2 separate regions of the Mus musculus genome follow, and region 1 is linked to region 2. Evidence: chromatin contacts called from public targeted proximity ligation data. All regions are on one chromosome and are shown on one strand. The core of a region is the stretch at or near the end of the contact, and the rest is flanking DNA. Distances in the headings are between cores, read along the strand shown.

What was found.
Region 1: a contact with region 2 is called in a targeted proximity ligation map of embryonic fibroblasts, with 2.2 times the contacts expected there. A contact is called at or near these places in 1 of 39 promoter capture datasets (the SN4741 cell line), 3 of 484 Hi-C or Micro-C datasets (bone marrow-derived macrophages, liver and nephron progenitors), 3 of 130 datasets of targeted methods (bone marrow-derived macrophages, embryonic fibroblasts and fibro-adipogenic progenitors) and 1 of 9 other capture datasets (liver).

What each region holds. Positions count from the first base shown.
Region 1 is chr19:16,324,480-16,328,901 of GRCm38.p6, reverse strand. All of the region lies in intron 3 of Gnaq (guanine nucleotide binding protein, alpha q polypeptide), which reads right to left. Among named protein-coding and RNA genes, the nearest start is that of Mir496b, 12 kb to the right of the region's middle.
Region 2 is chr19:16,166,495-16,170,362 of GRCm38.p6, reverse strand. All of the region lies in intron 1 of Gnaq (guanine nucleotide binding protein, alpha q polypeptide), which reads right to left. It also overlaps the pseudogene E030024N20Rik. Among named protein-coding and RNA genes, the nearest start is that of Gnaq, 36 kb to the right of the region's middle.

The DNA.
Region 1 (4,422 bases), core at 1,537-4,036, 160 kb before region 2:
CCATCCCCAACACCCCCTCCAAATAAAAGCAACACAAAACCAAACAAACTCACCAACCAAACAAAAGAGGCACAGTCTTTCTATATAATTATTTTTCTATGGAATGGCTCAGAAGGTGAAATACTGAAGACACAATTTGTGAAGCAGAAAAGAAAAGACAACTGAGAACTGTATCTCTCACTGCTCAGGAAAGGCCACCGTGGGCAGCTTGTGCCTGCGTGCCCCAGCTCCAGCGTCTCATGTCCCACCATGGCTTAGCAAGCAGGACTCAGGAGAGCTCGGGGCAGTTTTGTACTTTATAATGGCTTGGGGGAAGGGATTTACTTTGTAGCCCCAGAAGTGGGGTTTCTAGTGTACTACGTATATCCTCCTCATTTGTGCCTGCCACATTTTGGATGGAATAAAGTAATATCTAATCTCTTTATTTTCCACTGAAATACTTCATATTCTCAGCAAAACTGATGGAAAATGGGGGGTGGGTGGGTTCCTGTTGTATTATTCCATTCATTTAACCTTTTAAAAAGAAGCACCAGGGCTTAAGCAAATTTATATTACAGAGTAAATTCAGAGAGTTAATTATAGAAATAATTTGTTTTGTAAGACTGACTCTGAGTGGCTGCTGAGGTCATTCTGAGAGTGTTGCTATGGTGATGGCACAGGCACATTGCCAAGGCAATGCATGTGTAAAAGGTAGCTGGCGGAAGATCTTTCCTTGATGTCAGAGACAGGAAGAAGTCATGGTATACATGGGACTTAATTATCTGGGAGATAAGCCACATCTAAGAGTGCTTTAGAAAACGTAGGTTTGCCTGTTTAAGTCCTCTTTACTCCTATCTTATAGGCCTTTGATGACTTTTTGCTATATTAAGACACCAAATAATTTGGAACTTGTTAATTAAACATATTTAGCCTTCTTCCACATGCTCTCAGATTCAGTGGTCAGGGTCCATGACTAGCTTTTTCTGTGGCTGTTTTACCAGCACTCGGCAGGGAGCCACGGAACATACGCTCAGTGTGTTGCTCAAATGAAAACTATTTTATGAGAAATGCGCAATGGCTAGGCAAGTAGAGAACTCCTTAGGAACCAGCCCAGGAGCCAAGGGGCTGTTAGCTACCCATCCTTATGTGATTACACTTCTGGGACATAGCTCGCCTGCATTATGTAAAAACTAAATTCTGAATTAAAACGACTGACAAATTTCAATACAACAGAGGAAGGGCAGCACTGGTTTAACTTCATTTAGAGATATGCTTCCTGACTTCAGCCCTGTCCACGGGATGACGTAACTGGTACAACCACACTCACCAGGGTACAGCTTCTCCCCTGGCTTTCTATCCAGTCCAGTGACAACCGAGGAGGCTGACCCGATCAACAGACATGTCTGAGAGAATCTCCTGAATGGAGCAAAGTTATATAGGGTTCTGTTGGTTTTCAGTAAAAGGAAGGGAGGGCAAAGAAAGAGCTAAAGTAATCTCACAGTTCCTCTCCCACAGCAACAGAGTCACCTGGAGTTTAATGGCACACTAGACTTACAGCTTTATGGTAGAAGCGAAAGATATGAAAGCTCTTGGATAAATTCATGGGCTATGCAAGGAGTTTGCCCAAGATTTTATTTGGGTTAAGTCATCATAAAATTCCAAGTAATAATCCCCAAACATCTCCCTGTAGCATGTTTGAATACATGAGTGGATGAAGGCAGCCACGCCCACTAGCTTGCTTTCTTGTTACAATTAACTTCAGGATCATCTCTTGCTGTAAACAATAAAGTTTTAAGTTTAGAAAAAAGGAGCTATACCCATGCTTTGAATTATTAAAAGTAAAGAGTAAAGCTGAGACTTCGGTAAAATAATATGACCAAATCAAATTAAATTTGACTTTTTTTTTGCTTGGGATATGATTCTAAGTGATCATTAATTTTAATGATTGTCTGTCCATAGCAAATTTGAGCTACTGTGAGCATAAGAGTAACTTTGAACAACTCAATTGTCCCTCCCAGTTTTAAATGAAAGCAACCCAGAATAAGATTTGGCAACATATAAGTGAACTAGCTTTTTTTAAAAAAAAGTTTTAAAGAAAAAGTTAGAGGCATATAGACAGACCTTAGCAAGTACACCATTAAGAAAAAAGGACCTGTGGGTAGTAAGTAAGAAAAGAAGTTTCTGGCATGTGATGCAAACCCAGCTAAACACAAGATAAAACAGTGCCTTGTGGCATTAACAGCATGCTCACTGGGCAGATATTTGGCACTGGGGGATTTTAACCCCTATTAAGTGTCTCCATGGCAAGGCTGCCATGTTACAGATTTGCAGTTCAAGTTCGATATGAAGATAAAATCGTGGCACAGAAAAATGATGCTGGGTAGGCTTCATATTTTTAATTATTAAAAAGAAGGTTACAAAAACTAGGTCGCCTTCATTAAAAAAAATTAACAAGACCTCATTGTGAGAGGCCCAGTCCCTTGGGAGTAGAAAGCTAGATCATGCCATGAGATCCTATCTGACTGTCAGAAAGCAGCGAAGGCAAGGAAGAAGCCCAGACACAGCTCTGTCCAGAGCTGGATGAGCACAAAATTCCAGAGAAAAAGAGTTAAAAAAACAAAACAAAAAACCAAACCACTGGAACATTGTTAGAGAGACCTTTAAAAAATGGTTTAGTGACAGTTCTGAAATCTACTACCCTGAGACAAGGTTCAAAGCAACCCAGGTCTGAAGGCCTGGATGGAGCGGCCCTCCTCCCTCTGATCTGATTGGCCAGGAATCTGGTTCAGCTTGTTAGCTGAATGCAGTTACTCATTACACAAGCACTCCCGTCTCAAGTGAACTCAGTGGGTAAAAGGGAAGTAAGCGTTCCTCATGGCTAGTGCTCAGTGACCGGTAGCATTTATTACGGGTAGTTTTGGACATAACGTTGTTTGCTTTTCATAGGAAATCCCAAGTGCAAGGCAAAGGCCACAAAGTAGTGTTATGGATCCCGATTCTTCAGAACGTTATCTCAGGGGAGAGTAATCTCCACAGTAAAGAGAAAGGGAAGGGAGAATGGGTCCCGACTCTCTTTGACAAAAGAACTACAACAATTCACAAAGTATTTTTTCCCCTTAGCAAATATCCTGAGTATCCTGAAAAGAACTTAGCATTTAGGAAAGAGACTCAACATATTAATTCTATATACATACTGTTCAAAATGATTATCAAAGAGACCAGTGGGACCGAGCAACTCTGTGTGCCAGGCAGACCCCAGTGTTGAGTCCAGGACAAGGCCAAGAGCAACAGATTCACAACTATATTGCACAAAGAAACAGACAAAGCCTGTATTAGATACACACACAGCCAGGCACAACAATGCACACCTATAGCCCTTACTACTGGGGTGGGGAGAGGGGAGCTAAGCAGGATTGTTTGTGGCAGGGAGCCTGAGGTACTGTACTGGTGCAACACAAATGGACTGTCTCTTAAGTAGGAAACAAAAGGAAACAACAAAATCCAAAGAGAGAGACAGAGGAAGGCAAAAGAGGCCCTTAGTTCCCCTACTGAGTTTTTCTAATTTATTTTCTTGTAAGACAGCTTTCAAGGGTGTTGATTAATTCTGACCCAATTCTGAAACACCAAGAAACAATAGAATGTTGCTTCTTATCTGCCTTGCTGTGCAGTGACTATGCTTAATTCAGATAACATATACCTGTTTAATGAGAATGTATTATGTTAAATTCTAATTCCGCGTGTCTTTGATGGGAGTTGGTGGCTGGCACAAGGAACTGGTATGAAAATACATTAAAATATACTTCTTTGCCTTAGGGATGTCAGACTACCTGGGAAGCAAAGATAGTACAGATGAATCAATTGAGAAACAATTAAGTACCCAAGTGTAACTTGCTAACTAAGAATGTAATAAGAAAGGATAGGTGATCATGAACTGCAGTAGGGAATTATGTGCACAAAAGGGTGGGGGATGCTAGAGGCAGAAAAGAGAAGAAATAAGAGTAAAGAAATCAGAAATGGCACAGAATTTTCTTAGTTTTTCAACTAATACCTTTTAATCAAAGTCCATGGTAAACCAGAGAATAACTTCTTTGAAAGTGGGAATGAACCAAATGATAAAAGACCTAAATCCCTTCCTAAAGGAGTGGTACTGTAGCAATGAGTACAGTTGTACTGCACATACCCACTGGTGATATGAACAATGGGCCTATGAGAAGTCCCACTGACCACAGCTGAGAGCTAACTCTAAACACAAGCCAGTTTCCTAAGGCCATATTATTTTAACTTAGAGGTTTACTCTGTAGCACCAGGCCCTGACATTCAAGCATGATGACCATGTCCAGAGACTGATGGATGGGCCATCCTAATTTGACTTAACATATAACAAGACAACATTGAACCTATTGATTTATTCATTTATTGATTTATTTATGTATAGAATTGTTT
Region 2 (3,868 bases), core at 378-2,877:
TCAACTTCCCCAAGTGGCAAGATTACAGGCAGAGCTCTAACAGAGTGAGGGCTGTGCTACAGCATATTGAACATACTAACAGGTAGAAGAAGAATGCTATAAAATGTGCACAAATATCAGAAAAAGCCTGAAGTCAGCCATATTCCAATAATAAATCCTTAATTAGCTCCCATGCGCACTGCGCACGGGGAAATGGGACCATCCACCCTTTCCATGTCACACTGCACTGCCCTGTTCAGTACCTTCTGGCTCCATTCACAACTCTGCCCTCTGACTCAGGCAAACCTGGAAACTTTTTTTCACCTTTGAAATGTGAAAGGTTCACACAAGAGACGACACTTAAAACCGGCCAGTTGATTTCTTTAAGTTCTATGATAAGAATGAGAAGTTCTTCGTGGGCCTTCTGCACTCACCTCACATCTGAGCTACCAGGGACTGGGAAAGGAAAGGTCCCCAGGATCGCTGAGACCGGGCCTGCCGTGTACGTAGGGAAGAAGGAAAAGTAACGCTGACGTTTGTTTGTTTGTTTGTTTGTTTGTTTGTTTGTTTGTTTTTACTATTTTTTGGACATTTACATGGCTGAAGAACAGCGATATAGCCAGACACAAAACTGTAAAAACATTTAACTGTAATAACTGCTTACAAGCTACCACATTTGAATCAAACTTTTATGCACAATTCATTTTTTTTCTATCTTAATTTCAAAACTTTCCAAAGCTACTTTAATGGGAATTTTATATACAACAGTGTCTTTTTTTTAATTGGACACTCATTAACTTCAACGCAAATCAATTTAAGTCTATACATGTGTTCTAAAGCTATGAACACAAAATTTACAATATGCATTTGCTCTAATAGAAAGATATTCCATTTTTAAACCAGCTGTCAGAAAAAAAAAATAATGAACAAATCAAATATAAACAGGGCTCAAGACAGTACAAAAAACATAAATTTGTAATTATCAAGGTATGTATCTTATATTGCTTGAAATCTTTCAACAAAAGAAATCTACTTTCTTCACTACCTTTCAAGACTACCTTTTATTGTGGAGACAATAAACATTAAAGTCAAATTTACATCGAGGCTAGATGACACAGGAGGAGCTCACTTCAGCCCCCATACTTCATCCATCCAAACAAACCCGGTTTGTGAATGTCTCAAGTGTTAACAGTAACATGGAGACAGCTAGCCTCTGATATTAACCACAGCCTCCAGTTTATATAATCATTTATATAAATGTAAGAAAGAGTTTGAGTCCCTCCCACACTCAGCTTGAATGCTTGCCCACTCCCTGAATCTCCAGGGATTCAGGGTTTAAATGCTATGTGACCTCTTGCTGCAACTTCCTGCTGCCACAGAATTCTGTCTCCAGACTGCATGTTGTGTTCCACCTGATGTGCCCTTTCAGCAACAGGGCTTGGCACCTACGCCTCTCAAAGGAGAGCTGTGGAGAGACAAGTGCTCAGCATATTATATTTCTTTTGTATGGTCAAGGGCGGTACCAGCCTGATTCCTCAAGCAGGAGGATCTCTGCCAAATCAATAAACACGGGCCTCAGGAAGGAGTCTGTTATGAAGGCTGGAACTGGCCTACATCCTCCTTTGAGACCCAGATTCTCAGTGTTATCATGCCAAACCATTAATCACGGGCACCATGTGAGCAAGAGCAGTCCCTGGGTACTGCAGTCTCTTGTCCCAAAGGCCATCTCAAGGGGGTAGTTTTCTGAATCTCATGAATGATCATTATACTGTAAATAAGTGTGGTTTGACTTGCTTAGTAAAGAAAGCATCAGGCAACTTCGGCAAAGGAACCTATGAAAGGAAGAAAGTGCTACAGTCCCCTAACTGAACACACCAGCCATAGTCAGCAGAATCGCTTCATCCCTGAAGCTGTCTGGGTCTCTGTTCCCTCTCCTGCAGTCCCAGTTCCCATGCACAAAGGCCCAGGCCCAGGCCACTAATGCATGTTTAGCAGCTAGTGATCATTTACAAAGCAGGAAGGGCAGGGTCAAGCAGCCTGGCTTCCTGCTAAAGGCTGCCTCGGGCGTTCCCATCAACTTACAATGATGTGTAGCTCACCAGTAAGAGCAGCCACCAAATGAAGAGAATACAGTGACATTTCTCATTCTGGCTTTGTGTCTACAGCATTTTTTAATCTGCCCTTTCACCTTCCTACCTACTTTCATAATATATTGAATTAAGAATGTGGTTCTATGAAAAACACCAAACACAGATGCAAAAACATTTGTGCAAAATGAAAAGCGCTTCTTGATTCTTCCTACTGCTACACAGTAGTTCTAAACCAAGAAAAAGGTAACAAAGATGTATCCCTGTTTTAACTTGATCTTTTACTTTTAACATGTAGACTATTAGTGCAAACAGCTGTCATTTCTGAATACAACTGTACAGAAAATACACACACTATTTCCCATATGGAAATGTCTTCAATCATTTGATGAGTTCAGTTACTTCCTTCTGCATCGACACACAAACAAAATGACAAGCATGAGACAGAACAGATTAGTACTATGGATATTCACAAAACCAGTGTTGATAATGGCATTTTTTTACTGTGAGATGCCAAAGACAAAGATGCTTATCGACTGTATTAAGAACTAGTGAAGTAAGACTTGAGGAATAAGATCTCCCTATAAGGGAAGGCACGCAATTTGGTGTAAGTGCAAACTAGCTTTTATTATGAGTTTCAAATCATTCCTTCTTCTAACGTGAAAAGAAAAGCAGCTCACAACATTTGATTCTAGTCATCTAACAAAAGAATTACTCCATCCCTGAAGTGAGGACAAGCCTGGACAGCTATGAAGGATCTGAAACAGAACACTCCTTTTCTATAAATACTTCCTCTCTTTTGCTAACCAATCTCGTTAGGTTTGATGAACAAATGTTTTCTGCATTTTTCTAAACACCAACTCAGTTCTTCAACAGCTGACAGAAAAATTCATTCACACCAAGGAGTCAGCTGTCACAGAAAATGTTCTCCAATGGTGGAAAGATTACATAATGCCAATCTGTGTGAGAACTACGGGATCAGGCCGCCACAGCAAACTGGGCATAAGCACCTCACTCTTCTGCCAGGTGACTAGTCAAAGCAAAAGCTCACCGAGTCATTGGGGAGCTGCTTATTTCAGCAAATACTTACTGACCATTACACTGTGACCAGGCACTGTGCTAGGAACAAACCTAAGGCACACAGGTAAAAAGGAGTGAGAAATGCTTTGTTTTTTGCTGAAAGACTAAGCCGACTCAAAATTCAAATTTCTTGAGTATCCACCAAATATTGGGAACCTGGAAGCCAATACAAACAAAAAAGAACAGCTTCCTGTAAGAAACATTAGTTCCTTTATGCGGTAAACTCGCGCTGGATAGCACTCAGCAATGGGTAGTGCATGGCCTGGCTTCCTTGGACCAGGCTTAGGCTCCAGCTGAGGAAAACAGTCAGCCTGCTTAGGAAGTATTAAAAGCTGCCCAGATATGGTGACACCTTTAATTCCAACACTCAGCAAGCAGAGTGAGATCCTGTGTATGACAAAGTTCCAGTCCAGGCAGGGCTACATAGTGACCCTTGTCTCAAAAGCAGCAAGAGAGAAGGGGGGGGGGGGTCAAGCAAACATTAGCAGAGAAGTTTACTTGTAGAACAAGATACTTCTCTTTTAAAAATTATCTTGAGATACCTTCAAATACTACAGAACACAAAGTATGAGTACAATATAAGAAAATCCCTTAATTAGAAGGGACAGTAGATATTAGCTAACATACACACCATTTTCCCCATTGAGGACCAAAAACCATGGGATGATTTAAAGAGAAATCTAATGCGCTCTTTAAAAACTTATGACAGTAGACTTAGGGAA